Regions from separate parts of the Danio rerio genome. Here region 1 is linked to region 2. A link is a contact called in public HiCAR-type data. All regions are on one chromosome and are shown on one strand. Each heading gives the region's core, a stretch centred on a gene start, on an enhancer-like site or on the middle of the called end of the contact. The rest is flanking DNA. Distances are from core to core; before and after follow the strand shown.

Region 1 (4,234 bases), core at 1,523-4,022, 110 kb after region 2:
TAATTTGCCTGTAGATAATGCACTTTCGAGGTGTGAGGCTTTGCTCTGACCAGTGTTGACCTCTGGGTAAACAGAGAGCTATTGTGACAAACCAGAGGATGTTGATTCCCTGCTTTCCCAAACAGACAAGCCCAGTGTTGTGTTAAAGCAAGTGACCAGGGTCCAGTTTGGGTCTTGCTATATTTCACAATCTAAAAAAAAAACACTAAACCAAGCCAATAGGAAGCTGTCCCTCTGTTTACCTTGTGCTCTTCAACTTCCAATAAGCTGCACATGTAGGCCAGGCTTGCATGTCCACGAGCAGCAGCAGTTCTCCAGCCGGAGGCCCAGAATAGCACCAGCATTCCTTACCCTCCCTCTCTCTCACCCAGCAGAGACACAGCAGAGCGCAGGGTCACATGGACTGATCACACACACACATAGACCACAACAAAAACACATAAACACAGAGATTATTAGTGCAGCACTGTTATTGCCTGAGATTGGATGTGTTTGTTAACTAGATTTGTACATACTGTTATTTAGACGCTACTGTTTTTGTGTACATAAACAAAAATCTATCTATCTATCTATCTATCTATCTATCTATCTATCTATCTATCTATCTATCTATCTATCTATCTATCTATCTATCTATCTATCTATCTATCTATCTATCTATCTATCTATCTATCTATCTATCTATCTATCTACCTGTCTGTCTGTCTGTCTGTCTGTCTGTCTGTCTATCTATCTATCTATCTATCTGTCCATCTGCCCATCAATCTATCTGTCCATCTATCCATCATCCATCTGACTTCCGTCTGTCTGTTTAACCATATTCCTCTACATTACCATTCATTCATCTATCCATCCATCCATCCATCCATCCATCCATCCATCCATCCATCCATCCATCTGTTCGTCCATCTATCTGTCCATCCATCCATACATCCATCTGACTTCTGTTTGACCATCTTCCTCCATCTGTCCATCCATCTTCATCTTACCTACCTACCTACCTACCTACCTACCAACCAATCAACCAACCTATCCATCTATCCATCCATCCATCCATCCATCCATCCATCCATCCATCCATCTATCTATCTATCTATCTATCTATCTATCTATCTATCTATCTATCTATCTATCTATCTATCTATCTATCTATCTATCTATCTATCTATCTATCTATCTATCTATCTATCTATCTATCTATCTATCTATCTATCTATCTATCTAATCTAGCCATTTATCGATCCATCCATCCAACCCATCTTCCTATATCTGTCCATCCATCCATCCATCTTCTACTTACCTACCTACCTACCTACCTACCTATCAACCAACCAACCTCTCTATCTATCTATCTATCTATCTATCTATCTATCTATCTATCTATCTATCTATCTATCTATCTATCTATCTATCTATCTATCTATCTATCTATCTATCTATCTATCTATCTATCTATCTATCTATCTATCTGTCTGTCTGTCTGTCTGTCTATCTATCTATCTATCTATCTGTCCATCTACCCATCAATCTATCTGTCCATCTATCCATCATCCATCTGACTTCCGTCTGTCTGTTTAACCATATTCCTCTACATTACCATTCATCCATCCATCCATCCATCCATCTATCCATCCATCCATCTGACTTCTGTTTGACCATCTTCCTCCATCTGTCCATCCATCTTCATCTTACCTACCTACCTACCTACCTACCTACCTACCTACCAACCAATCAACCAACCAACCAACCTATCCATCCATCCATCCATCCATCCATCCATCCATTCATCCATCATCTATCTATCTATCTATCTATCTATCTATCTATCTATCTATCTATCTATCTATCTATCTATCTATCTATCTATCTATCTATCTATCTATCTATCTATCTATCTATCTATCTATCTATCTATCTATCTATCTAATCTAGCCATTTATCGATCCATCCATCCATCCATCCAACCCATCTTCCTATATCTGTCCATCCATCCATCCATCCATCTTCTACTTACCTACCTACCTACCTACCTACCTACCTACCTACCTACCTATCAACCAACCAACCAACCTCTCTATCTATCTATCTATCTATCTATCTATCTATCTATCTATCTATCTATCTATCTATCTATCTATCTATCTATTCGTCCATCTGTCTATTCATCCAACCATCTGACTTCTGTCTGTCTTTTTGACCATCTTCATCCGTCTGTCCATCCATCCATTTATCTATCCATCCATGCATCTATCTATCTATCTATCTATCTATCTATCTATCTATCTATCTATCTATCTATCTATCTATCTATCTATCTATCTATCTATCTATCTATCTGTCTGTCTGTCTGTCTGTCTGTCTAATAATATAAAGATAAAATATCTTTACGTATATAAAAGCATGGACAAAATAAACAAAAATAATATATCTATTTATCTATCTACTTAATCTGCCTTCTGCATCAACACCATTGTGCACACGTGTAAACATAAAAACAATAGATCTATCTACCTATCTTGTCCTTAAGCTTAATCACACGGATCAACTTCTTCGAAAGGGATTTCCTATTCACTTTAAATCAGAAACAGAAAAACAACCCCAAAAAAAACTGTGGACAGAAATTGGCCAGTGTTTGACAGAAACCGCTAGGGGTTTCTATGCACACTGATATTAAGCAGCAGGGCCAATGGCAACAAAGGATAGCGAGTGAACGATAGCTCCACCTCTCCGCTTTTCTCATGTATATAAGCCCGTGGAGTTGACCCAGAAAACACACACACATACAATCTCGTTGGAAGATAGTGAGCAGCGATCTTTTGTGCGTCGGAGTATGAAGCTTCACCTTGTGGAATATAAACTGTAATTCTTCGGAGGCTTTTGAAGAGATAAAGCTCGTTTGTCCTGCCGCAGCGGAGTCACATAGCAGAGGACACGGGGTAAGAGATTCAAAAAACGCTTGAGAAACTCACGGGCTGTGTTTCAAAACACCGTGTGCTGACTATGCGGACGGCATCAAAAGCGCGTGCAGCATTTCGAGCGCTTGCGATGTCTGAATGCTGTCTAGATAGGCAGCACACTAGGCTTTTGAAACGCCGCCGGTGTTTTAGGGCTCAGGGTGGTTGATCCATTGTTTGCTTCACTGCACGGTGACTTTCTATGAATTGATCTTCTGCATTCTTAGATTTTCTGTATGCCAAGTGCATTGTTTATCATATAAAACGTGCGTTTGATTTTCCCAGTGATCTATGAAAATAAGGTTTGATTCAAATGCATTTCCAATTGTACTCATTGTTTAGAACCCGTGTTTAAAGGGAATCGTTGGCATGCATTTAGATGGAAATCAGTTAAAGCTGTGCGTGAAATGTTTAAGGTTGAGAATGATGCTCTCAATTCCAAAAGTGTTAAGATATACACCATTAGAGGTTATTTGGTGTTTATAAGATAGTCAGGTGGGCTGTAGGGGGAAAATAATTCAAACACTTTCCACTCAGATGGGGATATTAGTACAATCCTTGCTATTGTTAGTGTTTATTTACAGTTTGAGTTTGGTTACTGACTACTCTGCACCTTTATCAATTTGACTACGAGAACTTCTATTGTCACTAGTCCAATTCTAAACCCAATCTTGTGTGTTTTAATGAAGGGAGAGTCTATGGCAGAGCACATGATGATGCCCATGAACCACGGCCAGGGAAACGGGGGTCTGCATGGCTACCGGATGGGCATGAATGGAGGCCTGCAGGCAGGCCCCCAGCAGCACATTCCCCAGTCTGGCTTGAGAGCCATGCCCAATGGACAGATGATGCACTATGGAGCGGGGCCTCAGGGAAACATGGAGGCCGCCATGCGCCAAAGGGCTAACATGGTGGGGCCTATGAATGGACAGATGGGTCACCACCGAATGCAGTCAACTAACATGATGTTCAACAACCAGGGCCAGCCACAGCAGCATCACGTTCAGCAGCATCAACAGCAGCATCAACAGCACCACCACATGCAGCAACAACAGCCTCAACCACCACCGCCACAACAACAACAACAACAACAGCAGCAACAGCAGTATATGACCGGGGGTCTCACTTCCCAACAGCTCATGGCCAGCATGCACCTTCAGAAACTCAACACACAGTACCACGGGCACCCGTTGGGACACATGAATGGCAACCATATGGGAAATGGGGCGCAATTCCGCATGGGTCAGGCTCAGCTGAGCAACATGCAGCACATGCCCGGC
Region 2 (4,570 bases), core at 369-2,868:
TAAGAGGTTGAAGTCGAGTAGGACAACAAATCACATCCGCATAATGAAATACAGTTGAGAGGTATCGGTGCGTGGTATTGGCATTTTGTGTATGATACAAGTACTAGTATTTTAGCCAAGTATCGACCCGATACCGAAACTGGTATTGGAGCATCCCTAATTATTTCTGCATATCTTGTACGATAAACAAGCCAATTTATGAAATAAATAAAAAAACATTTCAATTTCAAAATACGTAAGTGGTGTGTAGCTGTCAAAGTATTGTAAATAATAATATTCATAATTCACAAATTAAATGTTTATTTTCATCAAATAAAATTATTACATTGTGTTAGTGTCAGTCTTGTCTACAAACCATAAACACTATGGCTGCACAATATATCGTTTCAGCATCGATATCGCAATGTGATCATTCGCAATTGTCACATTGCGAGTATATGCAATTTTGAGTTTGCATTATGATTCATTATTTGCATGTGTTTTTTGATGCCTGTGATTGTATAATGACCTTAAAAGCATTCAGGCATAAGACATTGCACCATTTATGACTTTAACAACAATTAATTTTAAATGAATTGTTTTTATTTTTATCATTCAGTTACTGTACTCGAGTACTGTTACACAATAAAATACTTCTTCAATTGTAACTTTTCTTGATTGTATTTATAAATTGTTGGGCATAAAAAAACTCACATGAAAATACAGAAATCCACTGCAAATAGCAGAAACGTACATAGATACCCCAAAACGTATATAGTTTATTAGATTTTTTGAAGATGTACTTCCACTGCAGAAGCATCCCAATCGTTCTAGCATTATAAATTCATTCCAAATAGAGATATTTAAGTTATCAGGTGACATTGTATTAATATTGCAATAAATATCGCAAAATAAAAATTATCACAATGCTAGATTTGTCTAATATTTTGCAGCCCTAATAAACACATTTATATTATTTATTAATATTTATAAACATTAAAATATTAATTTAAGCTTATAACCCTTATAACCTCTAGACATTTATAGCTTAAATATTTATATTTTTTAATATATAAATACATGTTTGGAAACTGACATACTACAATAAATCTTTATAAACCCAATTATTTTTCATGGTTTACACCTGTCTTTGAACAATGTATCTAAAGTGATCAATCACTGTCATAAATAAATAAATCAATAAATGCATTTCTGGCAGGAAAACAAACAGGCCATAATAGCAATTAACATTATGTACACTTATATAATATTTACATATTTATTTATAATGGCCATTTTACATTCTGCAACACCCAAGCAGATAATGTTCAGAGGACAAACTGTAACGTTAAACCTACGATGACCTTGTAAACAATAGCAAAATACGCCGAAAAACGTCGTCCACCATAGCATATACAATGTACATTCACGAATAATCCCAGCGTTTCATATTGTTTCTAATAGAGCCCACTTTTAAACACATTAGGGGACCCCCATACATTACATAACATTGCAGTGAACTCCATGTTAGAGCAAGTGATTCAAGAGGCGCAATGAAAGCTGACATGGAACATAAACTAAGCCTTTAACTATACCTGAAACTGCTCCGTTCCGATATGTAAAAACCTGAGATTAAAAACGTCAGCCGCTTCAGTATAGACGAGCCATCTTGAAGACACGTTTGTTTTGGGTGTCAGCGATATGCGGTAAAGCGCCAAAACAACACGTGCTGTGAGATCCGATACTTAACTCTAGCTTTGCCACTCTGCATAACATTGAGTGAATGACGGATATAACCAACTGAACACATTATGGAAGCTATTTATGTGATGCATTGCCATACTTTATCGAATAATTTCAGTAGCAATTGCATGACATACATTTTTAATGCGTGTGGGTAAGTTACATTCCTTAAATAAAATATGTTAAATGGAGGCGTGGGCTCACGTTGCTGTGTTTGCACGTCTGGGAAAAAAAATAAATAAGGTCATTGCCACTTTTTTATCTGATTATTAAGACTAGTTCTTAGTTTATGAGGATATTTATATTATAAATGCAACTAAAATATAAATTTGAAGATATATTTCCTTATTTGTTATATTGTAGTAGCTGATATATTTATTTGGACATTAATTGACATGTTTAGAATTTTTATTATTCATTTGGAATTATTAGTTTAGAGATAATTCAACATTTAAAACAATTATTCTAATAAATTTTATTGGAATTATTCTAATCATTTTATATGGTATATTCAAAACATTTATATTATTTTTTTAATGATCATAATTTCAATTAATATTTAATCCACACTTTGTATTTATTTTGTTAAAATGTGTCTAATTATCTTAATAAAAATATTTAATATTCATTTCAATTTAATAAAATAATTATTATTTGCACAGGCATGCCATGTTCTGTCCATCTAAGCAGATTTCTATTTAATATTCCCAAAATCTATAAATTAATACACATTTAGAGGTTAAAAAAATGTCACAAATAAAGAAATGAATAGGCTTATCTTGTAATTAAGCACAAATCTTAATAAATTCAAGACGGACACTCGTTTGTTTCTACTTCACACTTTACAATAAGGTTGAATTACTTATTCACTAACCTAAACTAATAATGAACAACTTTTACAGCATTTATAAATTAAAAATAGATTAAAATTTACTAATAAACTCTCAAATTATTGTTTGTTTACATTAGTAGGTAATTCACTGTGAGTTAACATAAACAACTTTTACTAACAATAAACAACTTTAATATCATTAACTAACCTTAAAAAGATTAATAGTTTTTTATATATAATTAGTTGTCTATGTTAGTAAATAGACCTAAATTACAGGCCTACAACTATATTGTAAATTGTTACCAGTAATCTTAATCGCACAAAACTGACATATTTACATAAACTTCCTTTACACAACAGTGGATGAAAGTTAACACCTGCTATAAGCAAATTTAATGGCACAAAAATAAATGGTTGACAAATGGGGAAATGGGAAAACATCTACTAGAATGGCAAAACTAGGGCATAAAGTTTCTATGATTACGATAAGCAGTATCTGACGTCACGTCGCGCGGGAGAAGGATATTTGAAAAAATAAAACATTTGACATTTTGGCGCTTGACGCCTTTCATTGTTTTTATCCTATCTTTATCTAATTCGGCCGATGAAATGTATAGCTAACAATAAAGATATGCTAATTTTGCTAATTTTGTAGCTAATTCAGCTTTTTATTATAGTTTTTTTTATAGTGGAATTGGGTGTACAGGCAAAACACAGACAAAGTGCGAACGAACTGGTTAACATATAATATATTATTCTATATTATGTATCAAGGGTTTCCTCAAGGTGCTCCGGTTTAAGTTAAACGAGCCGTAGTGTATGTGTGTGAATAGGTGTATTGAATAGATGTTGGGTTGCGGCTGAAGGGCATTTGCTGCGTTAAACATATGCTGGATAAGTTGGCGCTTCATTCCGCTGTGGCGACCCCTGATTAATAATGGGACTAAACCGAAAAGAAAATGAATGATTATGCCATTATTATTGATATGATTACCACACGTGAATCCATTTATTTAAATCCACTAGATGGCGCCATAATGACGTCACAATGACTGGAGATGCAAGTCAAAAACAAACTGATAGACGTTGATACTTATTGACAGTTTAACATGAAAGGTTACATAAACATGCTGAGTCATAAACCATCCTGTTTTCAGTGCTGGTTGCAGGTTGTTTTTCTTCTATCTAATTTTGAACAGCAACATATGATGGAGACCAATTGAACACATCAAAGTATCAAACACATCAAAGCCTTTTATTTTCAGGTATCCCTGTTTCTATATAATATCTGTCTTGTCTTTGAAACATGGTAGTTGATCAATCAACCTAGAAATCAATGATAATATAATGATTAGTATTCGTCATTTAGACTGACTGTATCTCCAGTGCTTTCCTCCTAAAGTGTATGGTCTGAATGAATAATTCAGAGGCTGTAATTCATGTAATCCTTCATCAGCATTTCTGTCAATAACGGAGTGTGTGTGTGTGTGTATCCTGTCGACAGCTGCGTTTAGTCTGATTGTTATTTCTCTAATTATAGCTCAGTGTCTCTTCTCCTGTAAGGTGTGTCTGTCACACAGGACTTACATAAGCACTGGAGGTAATTATGCCAGAACAAACTGCACTTGCAGAGCTCCTTCATTCATAATGAGACTCACACGTAGAGCTGTTTACATTATGTAAGATCACATCTATCTATCTATCTATCTATCTATCTATCTATCTATCTATCTATCTATCTATCTATCTATCTATCTATCTATCTATCTATCTATCTATCTATCTATCTATCTATCTATCTATCTATCTATCTATCTATCTGTCTGTCTGTCTGTCTGTCTGTCTGTCTGTCTGTCTGTCTGTCTGTCTTTCTGTCTGTCTGTCTGTCTGTATGCAGGCAGGTGCACACATAGGGCTCAACCTGTGCAGTGCACATGCCATTTTTAGTCTTGGATAGAAAGTGCCTTTCCAAAATGATCAAAAGTGCCCCCGCGACGCAACACACCCTCGGTCCCG

What was found. HiCAR-type assays count read pairs that join an accessible place to other places.
Region 1: a contact with region 2 is called in a HiCAR-type map of caudal fin, with 4 times the contacts expected there. The contact joins the promoter of cited4b here to the promoter of ctps1b in region 2. A contact is called at or near these places in 2 of 18 Hi-C or Micro-C datasets (caudal fin and hematopoietic stem cells) and 3 of 4 datasets of contacts at active chromatin or transcription factors (caudal fin, embryo and gastrula embryo).

The regions. Positions count from the first base shown.
Region 1 is chr16:38,790,504-38,794,737 of GRCz12tu, forward strand. It overlaps cited4b (Cbp/p300-interacting transactivator, with Glu/Asp-rich carboxy-terminal domain, 4b), which reads left to right and starts at 2,773. Exons shown (of 2, transcript NM_200078.2): 1 at 2,773-2,936; 2 at 3,644-4,234. The coding sequence starts at 3,653.
Region 2 is chr16:38,683,177-38,687,746 of GRCz12tu, forward strand. ctps1b (CTP synthase 1b) reads right to left here and starts at 1,619. Exons shown (of 17, transcript NM_001111247.1): 1 at 1,575-1,619.